Linked DNA regions of Mus musculus: all the other regions are linked to region 3. The links are chromatin contacts, called in public HiChIP or PLAC-seq and promoter capture Hi-C maps. All regions are on one chromosome and are shown on one strand. The core of a region is the stretch at or near the end of the contact, and the rest is flanking DNA. Distances in the headings are between cores, read along the strand shown.

Region 1 (2,700 bases), core at 57-2,556, 1.7 Mb before region 3:
AAAGCAATTAGCATCTGGTAGTAGTGAGGTAAGGTCCTATATAGATGGAGGTTTGTAACCAGTGGTCTTTCAGTATTTTAGACTGTATACGCCTTCAGAAAATAAAAAGGGATTTTCAAAACCAGTTCTAATATATGTTCAGCTGCTTTTTATTATATGCATAAATGAATAGTTAATAAGCTAAATGAAGCTATTGAAAAATAACCTAACCCATAGAGTGCACAAAGTTATCATTCATATTTGACCACTATATCTTTAATATCATATCATCTCTGATATCACCAGCTGTCCTTTCAACTAACCAGAGGCTACTATGTATTTATTTACTCATTATTTATTTAGCTTATTCTCACTTGGTGTATATATTACTTTGCTGTCACCACTAAACCCATAAATTTGGGCTTTTAAATATTTTGCAGAAAAAAATTAAGTAGCATATTGTGAATAATCTTATATTACAGAAAAATCGCAAATTTGAAATATTTGTTACTCTAAAAATAATTAGTGACTTAATCCTATCTCCATAGCTCAAGTGGGCCTGGAATTTACTAAAGCCCTCCTGCCTAAGATTACCGGAGAGAGGCAGTACATCTGATTTACATTATTTACTTTTGACTAAGACAATTCAGCTAACTTTGCTATACCAAGGATTTCCACAGCTCTGAGCCATCTTGTTACAAAGGAGTGTTGATCTGAAATTTTAAAGCTTTTTGTAGTTCTTGCATAATAACTTATTAGCGAATGTAAATTACATGTGGCACAATCTATTTGCAAGTTGTGTATTCTACATATGCACTTTTCCACATTTTAACGCCTGGCAAATTAGGAGGCAGAAAAGCTGGGGTCTAAATCTAGCTGGTGGCATGGGGAGCCGGGGGACAATGCGGGGATAACGGAACAGCAGCAACGCATGTGCTAATGAAATTGTATTATGTTTATCTGCTTATAATGAGGGAAAGAAAAGGTTTAGTTAAGCATGTTGAACTGTCAGTGTGAACACAGATAAAAAATAGTTTCTCCAGTGTGTTTTGTTTGTTTCAAGTCCACTTTCCGTTTTATATGTCCTTAAAGTCACCTTTAAATAACTGAGATGCTAGTTAATGAGTTGGTAAGTGAGTTGTTTAGCGCGTCAGCCTTGTCATTTTGTGGCACACGCCTCCTGCACTGGGCAAGTTCCCTTTTTTCTCAGAACCGCACTAAGCACGCTGGGTGCTGGCAACTGGGGTCACACGCCTTGGTTCCTTTCTCACTTAGTTTTAAACCCTCCCTCTGCGGCTAGTGGCGGGCGTGGTGAGAGCGCAGAAGGGACTTCCCCGAGGGCCGGGCACCTCTGCCTGGACACTTGTCATGGCCACTGCACCGGAGGTCCACACTGCCGCGTGGACTCCAGCGATGGCGCTGCGCTAGGCTAGCGGGTGCCAGGATCCCTCTCTGCGTCCTGTGCGCGGGAAGAGCTCTGGTGAGTGGAGGCACTTGGGCGAGCGCAGAGGAACCCGGTAAGGAGAACCGGGGCTCTGAGGTCCAGTGACTGACTTCCCTTCACCCGTGGGCACTGACTGGTCCTCAGACTGAGCCCCACAGGCTTCCCTGGGATGAGGATAGTGGTAGGTGCCCTCGACCAAGATGTAGAAAGGTGGGGAGCCACACCTTAGGGCCAATTATGCCTAGGCCCACACTGAAGCACGGGATCACTTCTTGTTACAGAATGAAGTGCTGTTTTAAAAGTGGAAGTTAGAGGGAGGAGGGGGGAGAGATTGGATTCCCATTCTCCATCGGTGAGGAATGGGTGTAGTCCCCCTTTTCCTGTGCATCCCCCACGCCTGATTCAATGAATCCTCAGCAATCCATTTGTTAGGCATGGAGTATACTCTGATAAACTCCTCATGGCTCTTAAATGTCTCCGTGGTTAGATAGGATGGCAAACTGAACTTCAGCCTGACTTTAGGAGAGAAGAATCTTAGAACAGTAAGTGTTGCAAATAATTTCTCAGTATTGGGCTCTCTTTCTTGCTGTTGCACCTGGCTTGTTCTCTAGCAAATTGTTGCCGTCACTGCTTTCAATATGTAACCACCAAATCACAGAGGAGATCTGGTTTCCTTTGCTGTTGGAAGTTTCTAGTACTCTGCACAGGGAAACAGCATTTGTTGTTGTTTTTAAGATAGAAATAAGAATTGAACATCCGTTTTTCTCACTACACTTGGTGGGCACTATAGCCAATAGAAACCCCACTTCATTCCTTTAAAGTTATAATTAGAGATACTTATATCAAAGTATATCAACATATATCATAGTATGTCAAAGGTATAACAATATACCTTGTTTTAATCAAATTAATGTTTCAGTGGAACTAGATGATGCTTAAAGGCTACCTACCTAAGTTTTAACTATGACCTTGAAAAAATGGAATGGTGTTCTTTTTCTTTTCAGCATGGGAATAGGAGCGTTATCTACTGAGCGCTTGCTGTATGCTCGGTACAGTGCTTAAGAGCATCTCATTTTAACCCCACAATGGTCTTGTGGCACAGGGACCATTTTATTTCTTATTCCGTGGATAAGCCACACAGTGAGAATTGTCAGCTGATACTGAAACGTCTTTTCCCGGTCTTCTGCAAAGTTCTTGACTGACCTAGCTGCTCAGGGGGCACTTTTCAAAGATCAGGTTTGAATGATAAGAGCAGACACCATCCAACTTCAGGTTAG
Region 2 (2,700 bases), core at 87-2,586, 1.5 Mb before region 3:
TGAATAAGAATTGTCCCCCCCCCCACCCCCCATAGGCTCGCCTATTTGAAGGTTTGGTTCCCAGTTTGTGAGTAGTTTAGGAAGGATTGGGAAGTGCGGTCTTATTGAAGGAGATATGTCATTGGGAGTGGGATTTAAGGTTTCAAAACCATACACAAGGTCTAGTCTCAAATTTTCTGCCTGCTGCCTGGGAATTAGGATGTAAGGTCTCAGCTACTGCCCCAGAGTCTTACCTGCCTGCCTGCCTGCCTGCCTGCCTGCCTACCTGCCTGCCACCCCATTCCTTGCAATGCTTGTGATGGATTCTCCCTCTGAATCTGTAAGCAAGCCTCAACTAAATGCCTTCCTTTATAAGCTGCCTTGACCATGGAGCTAGCCCGGGAGTGCCTTTGATCTTCAAGGGCCGTCCATTCTTCTAAGCATCAAAAGCTGCTCTTCTTTTCGTCTCTTCCTTTTGCACAGTGTCAGGAGTCACATGCACTCTGAAATCTTCATAGCAGGTTCCAACTTATGCACAGTGTTCCAAGGACCAGCCTGGACTACGTTTGGGTTCCTGAGACTGAGGTCCGAAATCCTATTAGGAAAAAAATTCTAAAAGAGCTGTGTTTCTCTCTATAGATTTTCTGACCAAATCAGAAATCCTGTTAAAAACATTCTAAAAGATTTGTTCACTCTCTAGACAGCTCAGCTCTTTTTTTTTGGGGGGGGGGGGGTTCGAGACAGATAGCTCTGACTGTCCTGTAACTCACTCTGTAGACCAGGCTGGCCTTGAACTCAGAAATCCACCTGCCTCTGCCTCCCAGGTGCTGGGATTAAAGGCATGCACCACCACTGCTCGATTGAGAAGAATCCTTAAAAAAAAGGAAGTGCTATCACTTTTTGCTAGCTCATCTCATGCAGAACAAAAGCCCAGTTTTCTATTTACATATCAATTCAGTTGTTTAGTCCAGGTTCCCTCTTAACCATCCCACAAATCAGCATTCTGCAACTTTTAGTCCCAGGATTGTTAGGAAGTGAAAGCAAGCATAGCTGAGTCCAGACAAGTTGCACTTTTCAGGAAAATGGAGTTGAAACAAGATTGATTACTGGTGGGCAGGAACGCACCAGGAGTGCTTAGATATGCATGACTTGTTAGGTTTCTAAGGCGGCTTAAAAGAGATGGGAAGCAGAAAAAGAGAGGCATCTGACTTTAGACGGGTGGGATCGTGTTCATTGGCTGACACTCACTCACATCCACGGGGGTGGTTGAGAATGCCTGGGCGTGGGGGTAAGATGGCTGTGACCCTTTTTAGGAGTGAAAATGACTGTAGCACTCTTTCCTCCCATAGTCCCTCCTCCCTTTCATGTGGATTTGCCCGGCTGCAGGGGAATCTGGGAATTGTAGTTTTTTTTTTTAGTCAGGAAACTATCAACTCTGGCTTCAATTTAAACCTAACCTCACGTTTGGCTCTGGAAGAGGAATCCTGATCAGCTGTTCTCTTTGTCCCTCTTCCGTTTTCAGCTCTTTCACTGTGAACTTGGCTGTTTTAACTGGCTTACTGGTGGAAGAACTTGGTTAGGGTTTCATGTGGCATAGACTGAAACAGACAATAAAGGCAGAGGTCTTTATGATTATGTTATGTTGCTGCAACACTGTCCTTAGCCACTGCAGCCCCGGAAGTCACAACCTGGTTTGCTGGAGCAGAAGTGACTAGCCTTTTTTTTTTTTTTTAAACCTGTTGAGAATGGAGTCTAGGGTTTTATACACGCCAGTGTTCAGCATCTCCAGCTGCTGGCCAACTGTGTTTCAAATGGGAAAGACAAGACCTTGCAAACAACGTAAAGAATAACTAGCTGGAGAAGTAAATGATTCAAAGAGGAAACACAAAGCTTCGAGTCTCCTCCAAACACTTCCATCTTTTCCCACTTGTTTGCTCCTTGAACGCCTGACTATCTCTTGCCCAGATTTGCCTCATTGTAAACATAAGGTACCTCAGGACCTTGGACATTCTAAGCCTCGCTCTCCCAGTAGTGTACTGTGCCCCGAGCCCAGCTTACTGTTTTTATGCCCTCCGTCCTTATAGCTAGAGCACCTCTGTGTACTGAGGCAGCCATCTGTGCAAACACTTGCAAAGAGTGGCCACTTACTGATCAGCCCCAAGTAGATCCAGACAATTCCTTCATGGTCAAGACTTAACGTTTTGCTAACACTGGGTGGATGACAGGAAATTACACGTATCTCCCTTGGTAATCAGAATGGTAAACAGAAATGTCAGGTAGAATTAAATGACAGCAATGAAGACATGCACAGATCACCTGGGGCGTGACGTGACATCCTGTGCTCACGACCATCGTGTGTTAGCTAATGTGGTGTTAGGCAGTGCTCTCACCCCCTTGGAGGAGACTAATCTCTCTACTTTTGTGTGTATGTGCCCTGGGATCAGAACCAGGTGTAGTGTATGCTAGGCAAGCACCTCTTAAAATGGGCTATACCTCTAACCCTCTTTGTGGTTTAATTCTGAAAGTTAATTGAAATAACCCATCTAAAGGGTTGGAAACATGGGCTAAATGCCAGGCTTGGTTTCTTACTCTTGTTTGTTTCTTTTCTATTTTTAAGATTCATTCAAAAGTCTTTAAATGGTGTGAATATGAATGAGTGTAAGTACCAGCAGAGGATGTCGGATCCTGGGCGGCTGGATTTATAGAAGTTCCGTGTTGTCC
Region 3 (2,741 bases), core at 67-2,566:
CGCCAGGGAAGAGCGGAGCGGGTCTGTAAGCTAGCGCTTTAACTCCGCAGGCTCCCTGCCCGCGCGACAAGGAGAAAGGTGGCTCGGACTAGAGAGCTCCGGCCGGCACACACACACTGGAGAGGTCACCACACAGGGTGGCCGCTGTGGTGGAAGGAGGGTGTCCGGACCTCCGTAGCTACTCTGCTAAGCTTCGGAAAGTATGAGCGGGACCTAGACCACCCAGCTTAGGGAAGTTTCTCTAAGGATGCTGGTCTGCGTGGCAGAGGACAAATGAGGAGAAAGCGCGGGGTCGCTGGGCTAGTCCCAGAAGATTCCTTCCACCGCCGAGCAGCCACCGTCTGCATGGAGCCCACCTCCGTGCTCCACTCCGCGAGTCCTGTAAGCTTCGCAGACCCACGCTAGTGCCCCCGAACACCTCCCGCCCCAACACCCAGTCCCGCAGAACTAGCACATATGGAGGACTTTGAACCCGGGGAGAGAAGCAAGAGCCCACCGCCAACCGGCCAAAGTCAGTGTCTAGTCAGGGCTAGGATAAAGCGGGCGGTTCCGGGGTTCCACTCCAGCCCGATGCAGCGTGTCCACCTCCCCAGCACTGCCGCTGTCTGCCCACCAAATACATCAGAGACCCAGCCACAGACCGACCAACTCAGTGAGAGCTGCCCACGTCCGTGTTCTAGAGAGTCTCTGGTCGCTCCTTTCCCTGTGTGAGGATGCACCTCAACCCCGACCATAAACCAGCCCTTAGATGCAAATGCAGTCGGGCCAGGTCCGCACCGGCGCAAGAAGGCGCCCGGGGAGGTGAGATTCGATCTTGCTCCTTACCTTAAAGAATTTGTTTTTTCTAGTGGGAAGAAGAAAGTTTGGTTGGTTTTTTTTTTCTTCTTCCCGGGGGGTGTGTGGTGCGGAAAAAGCCCAGGTCCGGGGATCCTACCAAGATGTCAAATACCAGGATCCACGAACCGAGGGGACGTGCACGCTAGGGCAAATGTAATGCCCAAGTGTCCCAACTTTGTGGCGGGCGCTGCAAACTTCCAACACAAGCAGAAGGCCGGCGACACGCAGCCGCAGAAGTTGCTGCGAAGTGGCGCAGACGGCGGCGCCGGCCCGGGGGTCTCAGGACAGCGCTGGTCAGTGCGGGCGCTGGGTGGCGGGAGGATACTGAACGCGCCCGTGGAGCTGGCACTGCCGGACGACTGGCTCGCTAAACGCCGGCGCGGGCTGCAGAGACAGAGCCCCGTGCACCAGCCACAGAGGCGGCGGCTCATACGCGGCTCGCTAAGCTCTGCTCTCTCGCCGCTCCGGGCAAGGAGTGTGCGCTGGCTCCTGGTGTCACTGCAGAGCTTGAGCCTCTGCCCCTCCCAGCCCGCCCGCCGCTGCCCGCTGCCCCGCCTTCCTCTGCCCGCCGCTCCCCCTTCGTGCCTCGCGCCCTCTCTCCCGCTGCGCGCCAGCGTGCAACACACACACACACACACACACACACACACACGCACGCACACACACATACACACACACACACACACACACACACACACACACGTTCCTTTGCTGCCTCTCTCGCGCATACATTCCGGTCCAACGACCAAGTACTCCTCACACAAGACCCTCGTGGGGTTGCAGTCTGGTGGGGGTTGGGGGGGTGGGGGGTGGTGTCACAGGACACATTGCTTTCTTTAGGTCCCTGCCACCGGGGATGGGGAGAGGGGTGGGAGGGCGCCTTTGAGACCCCCAACAATGATGCACGACTAGACGCGCACGGGGGACCATCTCAGTGTCCAGAAGCCGGGGAGCACAATGGAGAGGAACTCTGAGCTTGGTTAGTGATCTGGAGTGTTCAGTTGGAAGACTGGAGGTTGGAGGAAGCGAGCGAGCGAGCAAGCAAGCGTAGAAGGCGACTCTCGCAGACCGCCTGCCCCAGCCTTCACTCTGGAGCGTTTGCCTCTGCAAATTCAGCCTCTGGGGCTTGAAACTCAGCAGCTGTTTTAACAATTGAAAAAAAAATGACCCTACAGGACCAGTGAGGCCCAGCAAAACTTGGAAATCCATTAAGGCTGACTAGGTAATTATGGTAAGAACTTGCTTAATTAGCAACCTGGCCTGAGCCTGGGTGTGTGTATGGGTATGGAGTAATATTTAGAAATCTCATTTTCGTGACTGAGAATCTAGACTAGCAAGTCTCTTTTCCCTTCCTTCCTTCCTTCCTTCCTTCCTTCCTTCCTTCCTTCCTTCCTTCCTTTCTTTCTTTCTTTCTTTCTTTCTTTCTTTCTTCAGACTCTGGCTTTTAGGGAATCAAGTTCTAAGAATATACTACACAGGATTCATTAATAGTGTCTGTATTGAAAACATGAAAACACTTATCTACTTCCATTGTCACCAAAGCAAAGATAAGATGAAATTCAACCTTATCGAACCCTCATTTATAACTATAAGCTTTCTGTTAAATGCCTTTGAAAAGCAAGCATCTTGCAGACAGCAGTTCAGCCCACTTTCCAAAGTTCTGCTGCTAGGGGGTCCACTACTACTCTAGGTGGGTTTGTTAAATGCTTCCATGCTGTGACATAGTTTAGTAAACGCCATAAAAGGCTTAGAAGGTGCTGGGATACAGATTTCAGTGCAGAACTCTGGAGTATGGTGGAGTCCAGGCAAATAAGGATGGAGGAGGGGAAGGAGGAGAGCACTCTGCAGAGAAGTAAATGAAGAGGCTGAAACTTGTCAGAGTACGTGGGTGCCCTGGGAACAGG
Region 4 (2,700 bases), core at 165-2,664, 1.2 Mb before region 3:
AAAGGGGAGGGTGGCCCTCCTTTCTTGAAAGTGACTGCTTGATCATAGTAAATTTAACCTTACTGTTCTCCAGTGACTGCTTTCCCAGCTTCCCTGGGGAAGGGCTGGAATCCGGAGGTAATTTACATCCATGGTTTGAAGTGCCAAGCAATGGTGCAGCAGGGTGACCAGCACTCTCAAAACACAGCCAAGCTATTGCTTTAAACATTGAGAACACACAGACACAGAGCCTGGCTCTGACAACATCCAAAAGATTCATTATAGACAATCTATTCAGGAGACGCTACGATCGCCCCAGGAAATATAAACAGTGTCTAAAGAGCAGTGGGGAGAGGAAATAACTGACCGGAATGAGACGAATCATGTGAAGTCCGTCCAACAAGGCCTAAGACATCCCCAGTGTTTCCACTTGGAGCTGCGTTTAAACGTGCCCTGGCACATGGGCACAGATCTCCCCTCCAGCTCAAGCGTGGGGCTGCGTCCTTTCCTACCCACTTGTTTGTGCACAGCCACGCCCGCACAGGAGGACCACGAGACCACAGGCCTCGGCAGATCCTTCCAGCTGATTTCCAGTTGCTTAAAGTTTAACAAGAATCACGGCTCCCTTTGTGAAAGTTAAGTCAAGTTTACAAGGCATCCACAGACTTAAAAGGATAAACGAGTGTCAGGAGACACTAGCAATGGCGTCTTAAAATGAAGTTTAATTGACAGGCCCTAACTAAAATAAAGAGGAGTTTTTTAAACCCACGGGCTAAGCTTCAGGCGCTACATTTAAAAAAAAATATAAAAAAAGCACACAAGGCTCAAGTTTGAACTCCGACCTTCCTGTTCCAGTCACCGCCGCAGGGTCCCTCGTGAAGTGTCACCCGAATTCTCTCCACGATCAGCTCCTTACCCGCCGCCACCCCCCTGTGAAGACCCAGTACCGAGGCTGCCAACCCACGCGCGTCTAGAGATCGGAGGAGGGGCGTGCGTGGCGGCTCCGACCGGCTCCTCCCGCACCACCGCGACCTGGCGGCTTTTCCCGGGCCTTCCTCCGGCGGGGCGAGGCCGAGCGAGGCAGCTACGGAGACCCAGCCTCAGGGGCCACTCGCGCCCCAGCGGGCTCTCGCGTCTGTGGGCCCCGGCTGGCCTCGCTCCCACTCCCCTTCCGCGGCCCAGAGCGCCCGCAGCACGCGCTTCCTTCCTCCGCTCCCTAGCTCCAGCCCGCTGCCAGCCCGCGGGACCCACAGGCGGCCCCGAAGTAGCGGCGACCGCCCCGCCCCGTCCGGTCCCGGCGCTACCTTGGCACTCACTCTTCGCCGTCGTCGCCGCCGCCGCCGCTGCTGCCGCCGCCTGGGAGTCCGGCTCTCCGCGCTCCCGGGACCGCCCGACCTCTCCTCCCTACTCCGCTCCAGCTCCTCCCCTCGCGCGTGGGCGGGGCGCACGGCCCGGTGGGCGGGGCTGTCGCCGCCACCCCCTCCGCTCTGGCCCACGGGCATGGGACGTGGTCGCCGCGCCCAACTGCGGCCGTCGGGGGTCAGGACACGCGTGCCCGCGGCTGGGTTGGTGCAGCTCGCTGCGGTGCGGTGGGCCCGGGCAACCACGCGAGGCCACCACCATACATCACCACCAGGACCACACACCGCAGTCCCCAGGCTGCGAAGATGAGCTCTGCCAAACCCCACACAAAAGTGGGGCTCTGATCCAGAAAGGTCTGAGGAAACGGCCACCGTCATATTTAAAGGACTCTGGGGCAACAGGGAGGTTGTTTCCCAGAAATGGAGGTAAAGCCAGATTATTGAATGTCCCAGACCGGACAGAGTACTGCATAATAAATTAATTGGACAGGTTGTTTTTTTGTTTTGTTTTGTTTTGTTTTGTTTTGTAAGCATTTAGAGTTTGGCAGGTTGAAGGGCTAGTTTTGCTTCCACAAAAGCTGCTTACAGCCATTCAACAAAACGAAGCACCTGTTGTGTGGGGTCAAGCATTATGCTAAATGTGATAGGAGATACCATCAACCTGAGGGGGACTTGCTTAAGTCCTGTAGAGATGGATGTACAGAAATGGTAACACTCAGCAGTTGGCTAGAGTACTCCAAGGTGTGAGTCACTAATAATCATCGTGATCTCTTTTTAAAATGATGCTACTATTGGGTGAGAGCAGGGGTCAGTAATTGGACTCAGTGCCAAGGAAGGGAGGGAGGGAGGGAGGGAGGGAGGGAGGGAGGGAGGGAGGGAGGGAGGGAAGGAAGGAAGGAAGGAAGGAAGGAAGGAAGGAAGGAAGGAAGGAAGGAAGGAAGGAAGGAAGGAAGGGGAAGGAAGGACGGTGGGAGGGAAACATGTTGGGGGTTGGGGGTGGCAGAGTAGGAGGGGAAGTTGGGTGTGATCAGGATACCTGTATGAAATTGTCAAAGAATAAATAAAATATATTATTTAAAAGATCAAACAGAAATAAATAAGTACTAGCATTGGATGAGGATGCACTGTTGAGTGGGTCTTGGGGATGCTGGGATCTAGGTACTGAATCCCACTGAAGGCTTTAAATTCACTCCTGTTTGCACTCTTACTCAAGAATGCCTTGCTTGGCCAGTGTGGTCTGAGCAGCCTCCAGAGGATGTTCTTGTTGAGGTACAAACCACAGCCTGCCTTTTATTTCCTACTTTCTACAGTGTTAGGAAACACTTGGCTGATTCAGATCGTGACAGTTTGAAGATGCACC
Region 5 (2,700 bases), core at 95-2,594, 1.4 Mb before region 3:
TCCAAGACAGTCAGGACTACACAGAGAAACCCTGTCTCGAAAAACCACCCCTCCCCCCGCAAAAAAAATCTTAAGGATAACTCACATGTACCTCTGCAAAATTTACTTCTGTAACTGTAAGCTACCCAGTGACCTCAATATTAGCACTGTTAAGAATGCAAGCATATGGGCTGCAATTTCACCACTCTCCGTGACTAGTAGGTTCAGGCAATGCTTTTGTATTTACTGAATAAGCTCATAAAACAAAGAGAGTTTTGAGCTATCCAGTAAAAGTTTGCATTAAAAATTGTTTTTACTTTGTAACTCCTGCTTGCAGTTACGAGGGTTTGCCTTCTACCTACAAGTTGCTATTATCTCAAAGGTGAAATTTGAGCACATGGCTAAAATGTACTACAGTTACAGCTTCATGATTCAGCTTCAGTAATTCAGAGTGAGCTCATAGACAGTAAAGGTGGTGTCATACTCTTCTGCCTGTGATGGGACGCTCAGGGAACATCGTGAGCACCTCGAATTTCCATGATGGCACCTCTGAATACCACAGAATTTCTCTCTTAGCTCTTACTTGATCAGAAGGAGCCTTCTTCAGGAAGGATTCTAAGAACGGTGAATTTGGCTCGTTAAACATGCGATCACCAGCTCCCCACCTTACATGGAGTAGGCAGAAATTTCACCAACTTTTTGTGGAAAAGATTCCAACTTGGTACTGTGCCACCACTACACACAAATGCGATTTTTTTTTTTTTTTTCTTCTCCCTGGAGTTTCAAATTCTCACAACCAACCAAAACCAAATCAAACCAGCCATCAGGGCACCAAAAGACTACTACTGGGAATAAGCAGGTTTACCTGAAACTTGCATATAAACACTGAAGCAAGCTTTGCCCGGCATGTCTGGACACTTAAAAATATGCTTACTAACAACAGCTAGACTGGAGTGCATTAATCCCTGGAAGTAAAATTTAAAAAGCAGCCCCTTAACACAAAGGGCACGAAACGACAATCAAAAGATGTCCACAACCAGAAAAACAATTGGCAGGCTGTTTCAGTCAGAGCTGAGGACACTTGAACCACTGCAAAGCCCTCCGCACCAGAAGGCTCCACAAACTACCTAGAGCTGGCTCAGGACCCCACCAACCGGGTTTCAGCACCACCTTCGTCCCGTGGGCTCCCTCCCGCGTAGCTCCGCCCCTTTCCGCTCAACTCTGCCTTGCTTTGGTGGAGCGAGGGTCTGGGTGTCAACGTCTGCTAATTTGCATAACCCAATGGCCTGACTGCATGCAAATGAAGCTGGACCTGGTTGGCTGAGGGCTAGCCCCATATCTCCGGAATCGGGCCCTTTGTCCTCCAGTGGCCCCGAGGCAGCAGTGCAGAGTTCCCCAGCGAGGCTAGGCGAGCAGCCGGCCGGCCGGAGCGGAGAAGGGAGGGTGGGAGCGAGCGCAGAGCCGGCGCCGCGCACTGTGGGGGCCAGGAGCAGCCCGCGCGCCGAGGGAGGGACTCGCACTTGCAATATGACTTTGGAGGAATTCTCGGCTGCAGAGCAGAAGACCGAAAGGTAAGTGTGCCTGCCGACTCGGTGGCCGCCGCCCCTCCCGCCTCGCGTCCGGGGACCCGGCTGACCCGCTCTCACCCTGCCGCCCGCAGGATGGACACGGTGGGCGATGCCCTGGAGGAAGTGCTCAGCAAGGCTCGGAGTCAGCGCACCATTACGGTCGGCGTGTACGAGGCTGCCAAGCTGCTCAACGTGTAAGTGGCCCGCGTTCCCCGCTCGCCCACCCACCCGCCTCTACCCCGCGCCCCCCTGAGCGTATGCAACTCACCGCTGCCCCGCTGCCCGCAGAGACCCCGATAACGTGGTACTGTGCCTGCTGGCTGCTGACGAAGACGACGACCGGGATGTGGCTCTGCAGATCCATTTCACCCTCATCCGTGCGTTCTGCTGCGAGAACGACATCAACATCCTGCGGGTCAGCAACCCGGGTCGGCTAGCTGAGCTGCTGCTACTGGAGAACGACGCGGGCCCGGCGGAGAGCGGGGGCGCCGCGCAGACCCCGGACCTGCACTGTGTGCTGGTGACGGTAAGAGACCCGGGGCTGCAGCCCAGAATCTGCTGGGGTGGACCTTGTCCGAGCTGAACGCTGATCTCGCGGGGGTTGTGATAGGGTACGGAGCGTGTCTAAGCTCGTGGGTGGCCTCCAGCGGCGGAAGATATCCCTGTGAGTCAGCAAGCTGCCCAGCTGCTACCTCTGCTTACCTCTGCACAACCTCGCGTGGCTAATTCTTTGAGCAGAACAGATTAGATAAAGCCAAATAAATTCCCGGTTTACCCTTCGTTAAGAAGTTAGCTTCATTCTTCATTTGCTGTCAAAGCTAAAGGTAGAAGTGGTGTAGGAGACAGACCTTATTAATTCCCTGGATATAGATAGATACTCTGAAGTGTACCGAGTGGAATTCTTTTCTTTGCTGCTCTTGAGTTTGTTTAAACGAGCTCCCTCCTCCCCACCGCTTAAAAATGTGTGGTGGGTTGATAGTGTTTTCAGAAAGAACCGTGCTGTCTAGGTCTTCTGGTTTTTTGTTTTTGTACTCTTTCTCTTCTGACTTGTGTAGGGAAGTGACTGCCTGGTTACTTGTTGCTGCCAGTAAAATGTGCTATTCATCGTCAGGGAAGATAAGAGTTCAGCAGCTGCCTGCCCTGCAGCCCTCAC

The links. Promoter capture Hi-C pulls out the DNA fragments that hold promoters and counts their contacts. HiChIP or PLAC-seq counts read pairs in DNA pulled down with a chosen protein or histone mark.
Region 1: a promoter capture Hi-C map of liver shows a contact between it and region 3, with 5 times the contacts expected there. The contact joins the promoter of Il12rb2 here to the promoter of Ndnf in region 3. A contact is called at or near these places in 2 of 39 promoter capture datasets (the 3T3-L1 cell line and liver).
Region 2: a contact with region 3 is called in an H3K4me3 HiChIP or PLAC-seq map of stem cell-derived neural progenitor cells, with 7 times the contacts expected there. The contact joins the enhancer-like site here to the promoter of Ndnf in region 3. A contact is called at or near these places in 2 of 39 promoter capture datasets (cranial neural crest and hippocampal neurons) and 1 of 115 datasets of contacts at active chromatin or transcription factors (stem cell-derived neural progenitor cells).
Region 4: a promoter capture Hi-C map of liver shows a contact between it and region 3, with 4 times the contacts expected there. The contact joins the promoter of Gng12 here to the promoter of Ndnf in region 3. A contact is called at or near these places in 3 of 39 promoter capture datasets (embryonic stem cells, liver and pre-B cells), 1 of 484 Hi-C or Micro-C datasets (embryonic stem cells) and 2 of 115 datasets of contacts at active chromatin or transcription factors (astrocytes and stem cell-derived neural progenitor cells).
Region 5: a contact with region 3 is called in a promoter capture Hi-C map of liver, with 4 times the contacts expected there. The contact joins the promoter of Gadd45a here to the promoter of Ndnf in region 3. A contact is called at or near these places in 5 of 39 promoter capture datasets (cranial neural crest, hippocampal neurons, liver and 1 more) and 1 of 115 datasets of contacts at active chromatin or transcription factors (astrocytes).

What each region holds. Positions count from the first base shown.
Region 1 is chr6:67,374,794-67,377,493 of GRCm38.p6, reverse strand. It overlaps Il12rb2 (interleukin 12 receptor, beta 2), which reads left to right and starts at 1,306. Exons shown (of 16, transcript NM_008354.4): 1 at 1,306-1,459.
Region 2 is chr6:67,167,122-67,169,821 of GRCm38.p6, reverse strand. No RefSeq gene overlaps it. Among named protein-coding and RNA genes, the nearest start is that of A430010J10Rik, 11 kb to the right of the region's middle. Within about 2 kb of position 1,336, at least 179 of the 459 cell types and tissues checked have an H3K27ac peak or open chromatin away from gene starts, as enhancers often do. A contact at or near this core is called in hippocampal neurons and stem cell-derived neural progenitor cells, where this site is marked.
Region 3 is chr6:65,670,186-65,672,926 of GRCm38.p6, reverse strand. It overlaps Ndnf (neuron-derived neurotrophic factor), which reads right to left and starts at 1,316. Exons shown (of 4, transcript NM_172399.3): 1 at 826-1,316. It overlaps Gm36144 (a long non-coding RNA gene), which reads left to right and starts at 1,680. Exons shown (of 2, transcript XR_869148.1): 1 at 1,680-2,068.
Region 4 is chr6:66,895,111-66,897,810 of GRCm38.p6, reverse strand. It overlaps Gng12 (guanine nucleotide binding protein (G protein), gamma 12), which reads right to left and starts at 1,414. Exons shown (of 5, transcript NM_025278.5): 1 at 1,284-1,414. 4930597O21Rik (a long non-coding RNA gene) reads left to right here. Exons shown (of 3, transcript XR_003956381.1): 2 at 794-1,766; 3 at 2,651-2,700.
Region 5 is chr6:67,036,051-67,038,750 of GRCm38.p6, reverse strand. It overlaps Gadd45a (growth arrest and DNA-damage-inducible 45 alpha), which reads left to right and starts at 1,344. Exons shown (of 4, transcript NM_007836.1): 1 at 1,344-1,550; 2 at 1,640-1,741; 3 at 1,836-2,073. The coding sequence starts at 1,507. It overlaps E230016M11Rik (RIKEN cDNA E230016M11 gene), which reads right to left and starts at 2,152. Exons shown (of 7, transcript NR_040278.1): 1 at 1,816-2,152.